2 separate regions of the Pan troglodytes genome follow, and region 1 is linked to region 2. Evidence: chromatin contacts called from public HiChIP or PLAC-seq data. All regions are on one chromosome and are shown on one strand. The core of a region is the stretch at or near the end of the contact, and the rest is flanking DNA. Distances in the headings are between cores, read along the strand shown.

The links. HiChIP or PLAC-seq counts read pairs in DNA pulled down with a chosen protein or histone mark.
Region 1: an H3K4me3 HiChIP or PLAC-seq map of stem cell-derived excitatory neurons shows a contact between it and region 2, with 7 times the contacts expected there. The contact joins two enhancer-like sites. A contact is called at or near these places in 2 of 7 Hi-C or Micro-C datasets (blood and stem cell-derived neural progenitor cells) and 1 of 1 datasets of contacts at active chromatin or transcription factors (stem cell-derived excitatory neurons).

What each region holds. Positions count from the first base shown.
Region 1 is chr2:26,110,688-26,117,215 of NHGRI_mPanTro3-v2.0_pri, forward strand. The region is part of intron 2 of ZNF385D (zinc finger protein 385D); the gene reads right to left. Among named protein-coding and RNA genes, the nearest start is that of ZNF385D, 260 kb to the right of the region's middle. Within about 2 kb of position 2,349, at least 2 of the 24 cell types and tissues checked have an H3K27ac peak or open chromatin away from gene starts, as enhancers often do. A contact at or near this core is called in stem cell-derived excitatory neurons, where this site is marked.
Region 2 is chr2:25,743,139-25,749,283 of NHGRI_mPanTro3-v2.0_pri, forward strand. All of the region lies in intron 7 of ZNF385D (zinc finger protein 385D), which reads right to left. Among named protein-coding and RNA genes, the nearest start is that of ZNF385D, 630 kb to the right of the region's middle. Within about 2 kb of position 4,458, at least 8 of the 24 cell types and tissues checked have an H3K27ac peak or open chromatin away from gene starts, as enhancers often do. A contact at or near this core is called in stem cell-derived excitatory neurons, where this site is marked.

The DNA.
Region 1 (6,528 bases), core at 1,099-3,598, 370 kb after region 2:
TCAGAGACATAAGAAACTATCACCTGCTATTGTACTGTTTTTTCAGGGATTACCTAATTCTAAAAAACTGAATATTAATTATCTTAAATATAAAGGAATCAAGTCCAGATTAACTGTTCTACAGGGGCTACAAAGCCCAGGGATAGGACGTCCTGTGGTGCTGCCAAGAATACCACCCGCCTGATGAACTTTGCCATTGGCACTGGCTTCAGAAGGAATCTGCTTGGAACTTAATATAGAAAAAATACCTTGTCAGCTACTTAACATGGATTAAGAATATAAATCAACATCTTCATTACTATAAAATTAGTCAAAAGAAATGTTAAATAAAAATACAAGGCATTGACTTATGTCCGAGGCCAAATCTGTAAAATCATATCTTCTTGTCATATAAACTGAAATGCAGTCTAGACTAATTTACTACTATTTTAATCTTAAAATGTTATATTTAGACATAATTTGTTGGGGGGAATATGCTTTTGTTTGTGAATGCTTAAATGATTTATTAATAATTCTTATCACCTTTTATTGCTCTATCCTCTACTTTTTCAACTGGTTTTGATTCCATAATGGCCTTCTCCTCTAGCTTCTTAGAGTTGCTCTGTTTTGAGTCACTGTCTCTCCCAAAATAGGTTTTGATCATTTGCTCTGCTTTTATAGCTAGCTTATGGTTACTTCAGCCACTGTGCAGGACAGGTTGCTGGGGCCTCTTAGGCAGTAGTAGATTGGAAGATAGGCTGTTTTACTATCTCTCCAGTAGATTTTGTGTCACAGGATTCCCTGGGATTTCTCTGCTGAACTGTTTTAGGAGATATCTGATGAGCTTTTATTAGTGAGTATTTATTCAGCATCTACTGCACATTAGGTATTGTGGCTTTTTAATTTTTTTATTTTTTGAGACAGGATCTCACATTGTAACCCAGGCTGGAGTGCAGTGGTATGACTTTGGTGATCCTCCTGCCTCAGCATCCCAAGTAGCTGGGACCACAGGCATGCTCCAACATACTCAATTTTTTTTCTTTTTTTTTCTTTTTTTTTTTTTTTTTGGTAGGAACAGGATCTCACTATCTTGACCAGATTAGTCTTGAAGTCCTAGTCTCAAACCACTCACTTCATTCAACCTCCCAAAGTGCTAGGATTACAGGTGTGATTCACCACGTCCTGCTGCATTTTTTTTTAATGTGGGGGACTTAATGAAGGTAGAGTGCCTTAGTTTACTAGGGCTGCCACAACAAAATACCATAGATTGGTGGCTTAAACAACAGACATTTATCCCTCACAGTTGTGGAGGATAGAAGTCTAAACTTCAGGTGTTGGAAGTTTGGTTTCTCCTTTGGTCCCTTTCCTCAGCTTGCAGATGACACCTTCCCACTGGGTCCTCACAGGACATTTTCTTTGTGTGCTGCATCCCTTCCTCTTCTTATGAGGACACCAGTCATGTTGGATTAAGGGCTATACCCTTATGACCTCATATAAGCTTAATTACTTTTTTAAGAGTTCTATCCTCAAATAGTGTCACACTGGGGATTAGGGCTTCAACATGTCTACTTGGAAGAGACGCAGTTCAACTCTTAATACACAGCACAACATTTAAATATTTCAGCTTTGAGTTCAGACCACTACAGTCTGAATTCCATCTCTACTCTTTACTAGCTGCACGATACCACACAAATCATTTAAAAGAAAACTAAGCTGTCTGAACGTAGTCACCTAAATTTAGTGAGTAATAATATAATCTAGCTTATAGTGCTATCACTTATTTCAATTAATACTAAAACAAAAACCTCTATGAGGCAGTTCTTGAGAACAAACTTTAAATATGTTTTCTTAATTACCGTTTATAACCATAAGACATTTCATAGGAACCAAAACAAGCCCTTGAAAAGTATTTTTAAATGAGAACAATATTAAAAACAATGACTTTTAATGGCAGAAGGGAACTTTGAGACCATCTTTTTTACACCCATAAACCAAAATGAATCACCAAGTTGTATTTTTCTTCTGACTAGACCATATTCAATATCTGAAAGACTAGTGAAAATAACACATAGAAATGCAAAGTTGCTTTATATCTAAATTATTTTTATTTAAAGACAGCCTGATAAAGCTGCCTGGTTGTTGCCTACTGTGAATTATGTTTCTCTAAAACAATGTGTTTTCATTTTATCAACTTCATCAGTAAAGCCAAAATCTGAAGAAGCATAATTTCAACCTTCCTCTTTCACTTACTTCTAAACACTCACTGTCTTAGCGATCTGTAAATAATTGACCAGCCAAGCACTGAAGCACAAAGACAAATAGATCAATAGTCCTCCTGCAAGCGCTTACAGCAGGGAGAGAAACCGTTTCCCTTCATTTCCTATCACACAGGACCTCATGCATGAATCAATCTGCAGTCTGCAGCACCCAGATTTAACTCAGCATGCATAATCAGCAACAACTGCTGAAGTCTTTGATTAAACTTTTAAATTGCCTCTTAATATGATGTAAATGGAAAAAGGTATTGATTAAAGAACCTTAAAATGGTAACCTGTTAAAATGAGAAAGGACAAATGCTTTGAGTTGGTGAGCCTCTACAGAAAGATGACTAGTGTGCACAATGCACAAAGGATCTCCAAAGCACAAATGCAAAACAAACAGTAATTATACCTACTGGTCCTCATGTTCCTGGGCTTGCAAAACTTAGGGGAAGTTGTTGAATGATGTGATTTTTTTTAAAAATAATGAAAAGTGAGAATTGCTGGGAAAACATAATCCCCTGTACCTGGGCATTTTAAAAGTTTTCTTTCCCTTTCTCTTGGGTTTCATTATATAACCTTGAAGCAAACTGCAGTAGCTTTTTCCTTTAGCCTTAAAATAGACTCTACATCCCTCACTTTCTCACTGCATATATTCCCTTTACATTTATCTAACTGTATGTTAGTATCTATGTGTATTAGAAGTTCAAGGGGCTAATCTTAAAACAGACAGACCAAGTCTGGAGACCCAGCTACAGAATTCCAGAGATTAATTCAAAGTGGCTAGCTAACAACCTGATCATTACTGAGATGACATCAGCCCAAGGTCAGGTGGACTGATAGCCACTAGAGCAACACACACAAATATCGTCTCAGCCCAATTTTTGCCTGACTTCTTTATCAAGTTTTCTTTATTGAAACCCCTTCCTTCCCCCTCAAAATCAAAGCTGTTATCTTGGGTAAAAATCTGACTGCTTCCCCTTTACTAGTTTTAGTTAATAAGTTTACCTTCTTCTACCAGAACTTGCTCTTACTAATTGAAGCTTGCAAGTGACAAGCATCAGGACCTGCATTCGGTTGAAGTCATCAAAGGGTTTCCATTTTTACTCTAGAAAATTGTTTTTTTTCCACTGTAATTGATTCTGGATTTTATAGAAGTAACTAGTTGTGGATCTCATTTCCCAATAATAGTATTTTCTCAAATATAAAATTGTAGTAAGTATATCAAATGAAATATTGTCTACTATGAAAAATGTATGTATTGACTCTAATCATACTAAAAATATCGAGCACTAAATGTATGTCAGAATCTTTTCTAGGTGCTGATGACACAGCCATAAAGAAAAGTGACAAAGCTCTCTGCATTTGTAGAGCTTAATTTCAAAAACAGAAAGAGAAAAAAAATAAGATAATAAGTATCATATAGGGTTTCTTGAATAATAAGTTCTATGGAAGAAAGAAGAACAGAGAGTATATGTATGGGGGAGGTAACAATTTGGATATGGAAAGTACCAAGAAAGGCCTACTGAGACGGTGACATTCGAGTCACATGCTAAAGGGGGTGAAGAAATGAGTCATGCATGCAGTTTTCTGAAAATACTTTAAACAGAGGCAACATCAAATGCAAAGGCCCTGATGTAAAAATCAACCTTCCTTTGCATTGGCAAAAGACGAAGTAAAGCAGTATGGGTGAATGCCATAAGTGACTGGGAAAGGAGCAAGAAATGATTTAAGAAAAGTATTAGGAGATAAGATCATATAGGGCTTTGGAGACAACTTTAAAGACTACTTTTATTCCAAATACAATGGGTTGTCATGGAGGACTTTGAGCAAAGGAAGAATAGCATCTGACATCTGTTCTGATAGAAACATTCTGGATGATGAGTTGATAGATTATTGGGAGTGATTACAATAGCATAAGATGAGATGCAATGGGATGAGACAGGATGGAAGAGAAGAGAAGAGAAAAGAGAAAAGAGAAAAAGTGGAGGGGAGAAGCGGGGGAGACTGAATTACCAAGAAGGTAGGAGGAGTAGATCTTAAAGTGAGAAGTTCAAGAGTACAGTTTTACACAAGTTACATTTGAGATATTTATTTATATAATTATTTAGTTTTTAAAATCTTTATGGGTACATGGTAGATGTATATATTTATGGGATATTTTGGTGTATATATTGATGAGGTAAGTGTATACATTTATGAAATATTTTGATACAAGCATAAAATGTGTAATCACATCACGGTAAATGGGGTATGCATCACCTCAAGCATTTATCATTTCTTTGTGTTACAAACTTTCCAATTGTACTCCCTCAGCTATTCTAAAATGTATATAAAATGTACAACAAAAAATTATTGCTGACTGGGCTGGGTGCGGTGGCTCACGCCTTTAATACCAACACTTTGGGAGGCCAAAGTAGGTGGATTACCTGAGGTCAGGCATTCAAGACCAGCCTGGCCAACATAGCGAAACCACATCTCTACTAAAAAGTACAAAAATTAGCTGGGTGTGGTGGTGGGCACCTGTAATCTCAGCTACTCGGGAGGCCGAGGCAGGGAGAATTGCTTGAACCCAAGAGGTGGAGGTTGCAGTGAGCTGAGATTGCACCACTGCACTTCAGCCTGGGCAACAAGAGCAAAATTCTGTCTCAGAAAAACCAAACCAAACCAAACCAAACCAAACAAAAACTAGAGCTAGACTCCATCTCTCTCTCTCTCTCTCTCTCTCTCTATATATATATATATATTGCTGACTGTACTCATCCTGTTGTGCAAACAACTGCTAGGTCTTATTCATTCTATCTAACTATTTTTGTATGCATTAACCATTCCCATTCTCCCTCACCCCTACAATTCTCAGCCTCTGGTAACCGTTATTTTACTCTCTATCACCCCGAGTTCAACTGTATTAATTTTTAGCTCCCACAAGTGAGAATATGTCATGTTTTTCTGTGTCTGGCTTATTTCATTTATAATGTCCTCCAGCTTCATCCATGCTGTTGCAAATGACGTGATCTCATTCTTTGTAATGGCTGAATAGTACTTCATTGTGTATAAGTACCGCATTTTCATTATCCATTCATCTGTTGATGGACACTTAGGTTGATTCCAATTCACAGCTATTATAAATACTGCTGCAATAATCATGGGAGTGCAGATATCTCTTTGATATACTGATTTCCTTTTTAGGGTATACATACTTAGCAGTGGTATTGCTGGATCACACAGTAGTTCTATTTTTAGTTTTCTGTGGAACCTCTATACTTTTCTCCATAGTGGCTGTGCTAATTTATATTCCCACAGTGTATGAGGATTCCTGTCTCCACATTCTTGCCAGAATTCATTATTGCTCATCTTTTGGATAAAAGCATTTTAAATAGGGTGAGGTAATATATCACTGTAGTTTGGATTTGCATTTCTCTGATCAGTGATGCTGATCATATTTTCATATATTTGTTTGCTATTTGTATGTCTTTTTTTAGAACTGTCTATTCAGATCTTCTGTCCACTTTTAATTGGATAAATATATTTTATCCTATAGAGTTGTTTGAGCTCCTTATATACCTGTTTATTAGTTTCTTGTCAGATGGATAGTTTGCAAATAATTGTTTCCCATACTGTGCGTTGTTTCTTCACTTTGTTGATTGTTTCCTTGGCTGCATAGAAGCTTTTCAACTTGATGTGACCCCATTTGTCCATTTTTGCTTTGGTTGCCTTTGCTTGTGGGGTATTATTCAAGAAATATTTTCCCAGACCAACATCCTGGAAAGTTTCCCCAAGGTTTTATTTTAGCAGTTTCATAGTTTGAGATCTTAGATTTAAGCCTATAATCCACTTTAATTTTATTTTGTATGGGAAAAAAGATAGCAGCTAGTCCCATTCTTTTGCATACATATGTTCAGTTTACCCAGCATCGTTATTGAAGAGACTATCCTTTTCCCAATGTATGTTCTTGGCACCTTTGTTAAAAATGACTTCACTGTAGGTGTATAAATTTATTTCTTGGTTCTCTAATCTGTTTCACTAGTGTATGCATCTGTTTTTAAGTCAGTGGCATGCTGTTTGGGTTACTATAGCTCTGTAGCATAACTTGAAGTCAGGTATGTGATTCCTTCAGTTTTGCTCTTTTTGCTAAGAATAACTTTGGCTGTCCTGGGACTTTTGTGGTTCCATATAATTTTTAGGATTTTTTTTTCTATCTTTGTGAAGATTGTCAATGCTATTCTGATAAGGATTGCATTGAACTTGTGGATTGCTTTGAATAGTATGAACATTTTAACAATATTGTTTT
Region 2 (6,145 bases), core at 3,208-5,707:
CAGGACTTCACACTTTAAAAGGGGGACTTTAGACATAGAAGTTTCTTCCTGAATTATTCTCACCCCTGTCAGCTTTGGGGAGATAGAAACAGTGGCTGAGTGTTTAGAAATAGTCGAGTGGACCTAATTCCTCATAACAGATCACTCAGTACAAACTAATTAGAAGGAGTTAAATGTTTCTACTGAAACCACTAAAAAAGAGGAATGTTTTTCTCTGCTGCCTGCTGCTTTCTGATCATTTCCTTCCTCATAACCTTGCCATTTAAATATTTTTCTAACACACTAGTTTGGAGGTGAACTTGATGGTCCAGCTACAACCAAAAGTGTAAGTGCTGACATGAGAATGTTCTAAACATCCCAGGGGAAAAAAGTCCTTCCTAAGACAAGGTACAAATGCGTCTATTATAGGCAGGGGAATAGGGTTCTGTCCTAGAATTTTCCTACTAGATTTTTTTTTTTTTTTTTAGCTGTTGTATTAAAAGCTTCCTCAGTGAGGTTTTTGTTTTGTTTTGTTTTGTTTTTATTATAGGCATGCCACCAAATGTTTTTCCTATTTTCCTTAGGCATTTTAATGAAGAGAGTTGATCCACAACTAACACCAAGGCAAACTTGAATGATTCATTCACACTTTCTAAATTTTGCCTGCCCTTTTCTCTAGGTTTAATTAATATGCCATTAATAGGAACATTTAGGGAGAGCTCTAATATTTGCCTCTTAGTTCTGTTTAAAGTGTATCATTTCATTTTTTTTAGGAGTATTCTCATGGGGGCAAGCCCCAGATCCTTCTTGGCTATAAGCTTACCACAGTCTCTACCTGCTTGACTCAGAACTGAAAGCTTACTGATATGCAGCCACACAGAATTTCTTCAGCACAATCAGCCTCCCATTTTCTCTCCTGATGGCAACGGGTGAGACATGGCATCTCTCTGGCCAACCATGGGGAATCTGTGTGGTTGGCATGACCACTGGCAACAACTCACCTACCCAGCAGTGGAGAAATGTGTCAGGCCAGATGGGAATGGGGAGACAATTCAAACATACGGTGCTGAGAGCTGGAGACAGTGCACAGTTACAACCTTCTGCCAGGCGCTGAGCAACTGCTGGGGTGCACTCAGGCAAATAACCTGCCCTTCATACCAGCACAGTCCTCTTAACCAAACTGTAACTGGGCAGCTCAGTCCCTTGTACTGACAACCACCCACAGCCTCTCTTCCTTCATCTAGGAAGAAGTCTCCCAGCTGCCTTGCTTTTATTTCTGGATAAATTATTAATGGCTATTCATCTTTGGAACATGTAATTTTTAACTATCTAAAATAGTGATGGGGGTGGGAGGGTAAATTTATAAGTATTTATTATTTTCCCTTGCTTTTACAGTAAATCCCACTCAGGTTGCTGACTGAGATTTTCCCTGCTTCCTTCTCCCATGTGAACCTTATATTTAACTCCAAATGGTGAATGCAAGATCCAAGATCGATAGAATAAGTAACAAAAGTGTCCACGGTGACTGAACAGCAAACTCTTAAATCACAGCACAGGAAGTACAAATGAACGATTATTGAAAACACTGCACTAAAATCTCAATAGGAGATAAGAGTGAGGCTTAAGTCATTAGAAAGCTCTATTATTCTGGCAAGTCTGAGACAGCACACTCCAAACATGAGCTGTTCTTGAGATCTGAAAATATTACATCTTCCACCAACTTGCACACACACACAACTGACTCCAACTAAGCAAGGGCAGGGTCCAGTTGTCCAGTCCCAAGGGAAAGGAGGAATGAATTGAAGCAGATAGGCTGAGCCAGGCTATTCAGGTAGTGATTCTTCAGCTATATTTGAAGGGGTGGGGGTGGGGGGCAACACTGACAAATCAGATGATTTATAAAGGAAGTAAATATCCCGCTTTCATATCAATTCACCCGTACCATAGCATCACCATGCTCTTCATCACGCTCTGCTGGGGACACAAATAAAGGATTTGTGACATCTCTACCCCATTCTCACAAGTCACCAGAAAAGCCCAAGAATGCAGCATTGCTTTCCCTTTGTCCCTGTTCTCCCTGACTTGATAAACCATTTGCAGTTGAAAAATGAAGAAGAAAGTCATGGCCAACCAATTTGCAAAGTGAAAGCATTGTTTTGAAAAATTACCTGAAATCGTTACAATTTTGAACACACACACACATTAAGATACATACACATGTACACATATATGTGTGTGCGTACATACATACATATATAAATACATAGTCTTCAGCATTTTCAAACATTAGGATGCTATTGAATTTTAACATGCCTGAAGTGTACTGCTCAATTCTTTTTGCCCTCGCTCTTGTACCACACATTTTTTTTTTAGAGACAGGTGGGCTCCCAAAGTTGTGGATATCTAACAGCTTGTACGAGAAGCTGCATAGCATAACCCGAAAGAAACAGCATTCCTGAATACATAGGATTTCCTCTGGGAGCAGAAAAACATTTCTTATACCAAAATTATGGTAAGACAATGTTCAAGACACTGAGGGCAACTTTAGCCTTGCCTTTCAAAGAGTAGAGTTTCATCTAAAGTAAGTAGGACATCACATTTCAATTCGTACTATTAAAAACTTGCATTACACAATGAAATTGATTACCCTATGAATCACTCTGCTTTACAAGAGGCTGAACTAGCATACAGTTAATAACACAAGCTAGCCCAGTGAACATTTCTCCAATAGTCACACGATAATCCAGTACAGCATGGATGGCCTTTGACCAGTACTTTTAGACTCTACTGCTATTCTAATTGGCCCTACTTCCTCACGACGATCACATAAGGAATTGTTTCAAGAGGGTGAAAATATAAACTAAAATTATAATCTGTTTCATCATCCTTCAGTATCATTACTGATGCTGAAATTGTATTTTGTCCAAAAGACCTATTATCTTTACAAGCTTTTCCATTTATGAAAATATATGCATGATAAACTCTGTTAGTGGCCAATAAACAAGCTTACCACCTCCATTACTACCCACTGGAAAGAGATGGTTTTTAACTATAGATTCTGCTTAAATTTGGCGATGCAATGAAATTGTTTCTTCCAAATCATTTTCAGTTATTTTAAGACTTCTAATATGATACAAATTATAGGCAAATCAAAACTGTCAAGACAACTAAAGGCATTTAGCTTTTGGAACTTAGATTCCTTCCACACACTCTCAAATGTCTCAAAGCCTAAAGGAAACAAAACAGAGCAAATAGTACATACAGAAATAAATTTCCAACAAACTAATAGTGCTCCAACCTAAGTTTACCTAAATACCTCTTTAATCTGAAAGAAGACGCTAGATTTAATATTTAAAGCAAACCAAGAAATCAGAGCATTTGCATCTTGGATACATTTCCTAGCCCCTCTCCAGTTGCTCTATCAAACCTTTTAATATCGCATAGATGCCCTTAAATGATGATGCCAGATAGGACTTACAGAAGGAAAGCATAACTTCAGAGAGGAGGAACAAATATTCAGTCCTTATCTTTGACTTCTTCTTATTTAGTGAAGGGGCTTGCCTCCTGTACTAGCAGTAAGTTGCGGCGTTAGAGTGCAAATGCACAGCTCCAAGCCCACTTCCAGTGCTCAACTGATAGCTCGGATCCAAGCCTCAACATGCTCTCTGGAAATGCAGGCAGCTCAACTGAAAACCTAACTGAGGTTTCTACCGTGGCACAAAACTAAACTGCACAAATATTTGACATCTCCGAGACCTCTAAAGGTTTCAAATAATATGCATTTTGTGCTAGGCTGCTCCTAGCTAGACAGAGCACTGAGATGATATAGAGAAGTGTTCTCAGCTGCTCAACCACACTGCTCACTAGAGAATGTTTTCCTTTTCCGCCTCAGAACAAGAAAAACCAGCAAATACTGAATGAAATGCTCATATTGACTAAGCTTTCACAGCATCAATTGTATAGGAACTTTGTTTCACATTCCATTAAGTTAGCTCATGACTTCCCACGCTGCACTATTTCTCCTTCACCTAGCTAAAAGAGCCAACTTCATTCAGGCAAATCAAGGCAAAGTTTACCCCCCCGCCCCCTCCACATGTCCCTGTCTCTTTTCTTTTCCAACTTAAACTCATCCACGGCTAAATTAACAGCCCCAATTGTGGCACAAAGGAAGCTTTGAAGGCTGCACCGGCTTGGTCCTCCAGTTGCCAACTGGAGGTAGGTTTAATGTAATATATTCTTGCTGCTTAAAGAATTTTTTAAGGGCTTGTCTGCACGGATGAAGAGCCGGACACCCCCAGAATTACATCATCAGAGTGAACACTCACCAAAATACATTATGTTTCTCATTAATCAGACAGCTGGAATCCCACCGCGGTGTCTTCAGCATCAGCTCTCACCCAAGGCTGGCACGTAGAGCAGAGCCGTTTCATGCTACATTCGGTGGAAATGTCCCCGGCGTGGAGAGCAGTGAGCGCCGAGAGCGTGCCTCCTCCGCGGGATGAGCGCCTTGCAGGCTGCCTTTCCAGGGCTAAGATCCCCGGCGGCTGGAGAGTGCGCTCGGGCTGCCTGCTGCACTGCCCATCCTTACTGTAATCCGACTCCTCCTTGCGATGTCCTTGCCGCGCCTGTGACATCAGGACTGAGAGTACTACAAACAGACCCCTCCACCCCACCCCACCCCACCCTGGGTTAGCAGCCGCTCCATGAGGTGCTCCGATTGCCTGCCTGGACCAACCATGGCTCTCGGGAAGCTTTGACGAGCCCAGAGACTTGGGAAGGGGCGGAGTGAGGGGCGCGGGAGGCTCTCTTAAAGCGAGAAGGGTCTCGGGATCCACACAGGAACACACAGGAGAAATTCACCACTGTGCAGGAGGGACGTGGTTAAGGCGAGTTCTGCCATTAACGTGTAATTAGACAACACTTTTACCCCGCCCCTCCTACGAATGCCACCATTCTCTCCAAAATTTAACCTCCTCTACCAAGTTAAAACGGCAGTACGAAGAGGGAAGGTGCCGTGCTTGCATTCTCTTTGCTGTGGGCTTGAGGGTTTGTTGTTATTTTTTGTGATGTTTATATATAAGAGGAATAAAAGGAACGCCAGGGACCACTGCTAGGGTAATAGAGGTTTACACTTAGAAGTGATCACATCCCAGAAAGCTAGTACTTGGTGAAGTGTAATTTTGTATTTCTTGAGTGTTCCCTGAGCTATTATGTTGATAGAAAGATGTGAAGAAAAATAACTGGTGATAAAAGTCACCTCTCAGTTGCCCAGGACCAAATTTGCTGCCTCCCTTAGTAGGCAGGTAGAAAGCACACTGAGGCTGAAATGATCTTTGACCTCCTGAAACGGAGAGACGATTAGCCTGAAAGGCAACCAACATTGTGCCATAGTTAAAGTCCAGTCACCAATATAATATAGCCACACACACACACCCCCCCCCCCACCCCCCCACACACAACGCTCTCATTAAATTTGAGATGAACGGTCAAGAAAGGCAAAGCTTAGCAAAGCCTCTGGCTCCTCCAATGGTATAATGAATTGCAGTCCTTATCTTACATAGAAAAGGATATTAGAAAGAAATCCCTGAAAGCTGTGCTGATTAATACTTAAATGCACAGCATGGAAAAAATAAACTCATACAGCAAGTTCCGTTTCCTAAGGACTCATCACTTTGGGAACCAATTTACGTACTGGAACATTTGAACTTATAAATTTCTATAGAAATTTGTGAAATTAAGAACCAAATATAAACAAAGAACTGTAGTCTATGGAAGAATGCAATTGATATATTTTTAATCTGGGCTTTTATAAAAGTGTGATAGCAAATATTTCTACATTTTGATATTAAAATATTCTATAGCATTTCCTTACACGATTCTATATCTCTTGGTGGATTTAATGTGTATAGAAACTAGGGGGCTGAAGCTCATAATAACAGCTTTCTGTGCAATCTCGCATAAAAGCTTAACTGTATTCTACCTCTGTGAAGAGTGCAATGAACAATATCCTCTCTCACGCTAGATTATAAAGAATTTGGTGAGTGAAAATAGGTCAGCAAATATAAATCAGAAACATCACAGTGAATCTTAAGATAAATCTAGGGCTGTTCTTTTAGAAATACTCTTAATTTAAAGCCACCAGAGGAAAATTTACATAGTAAAGGAT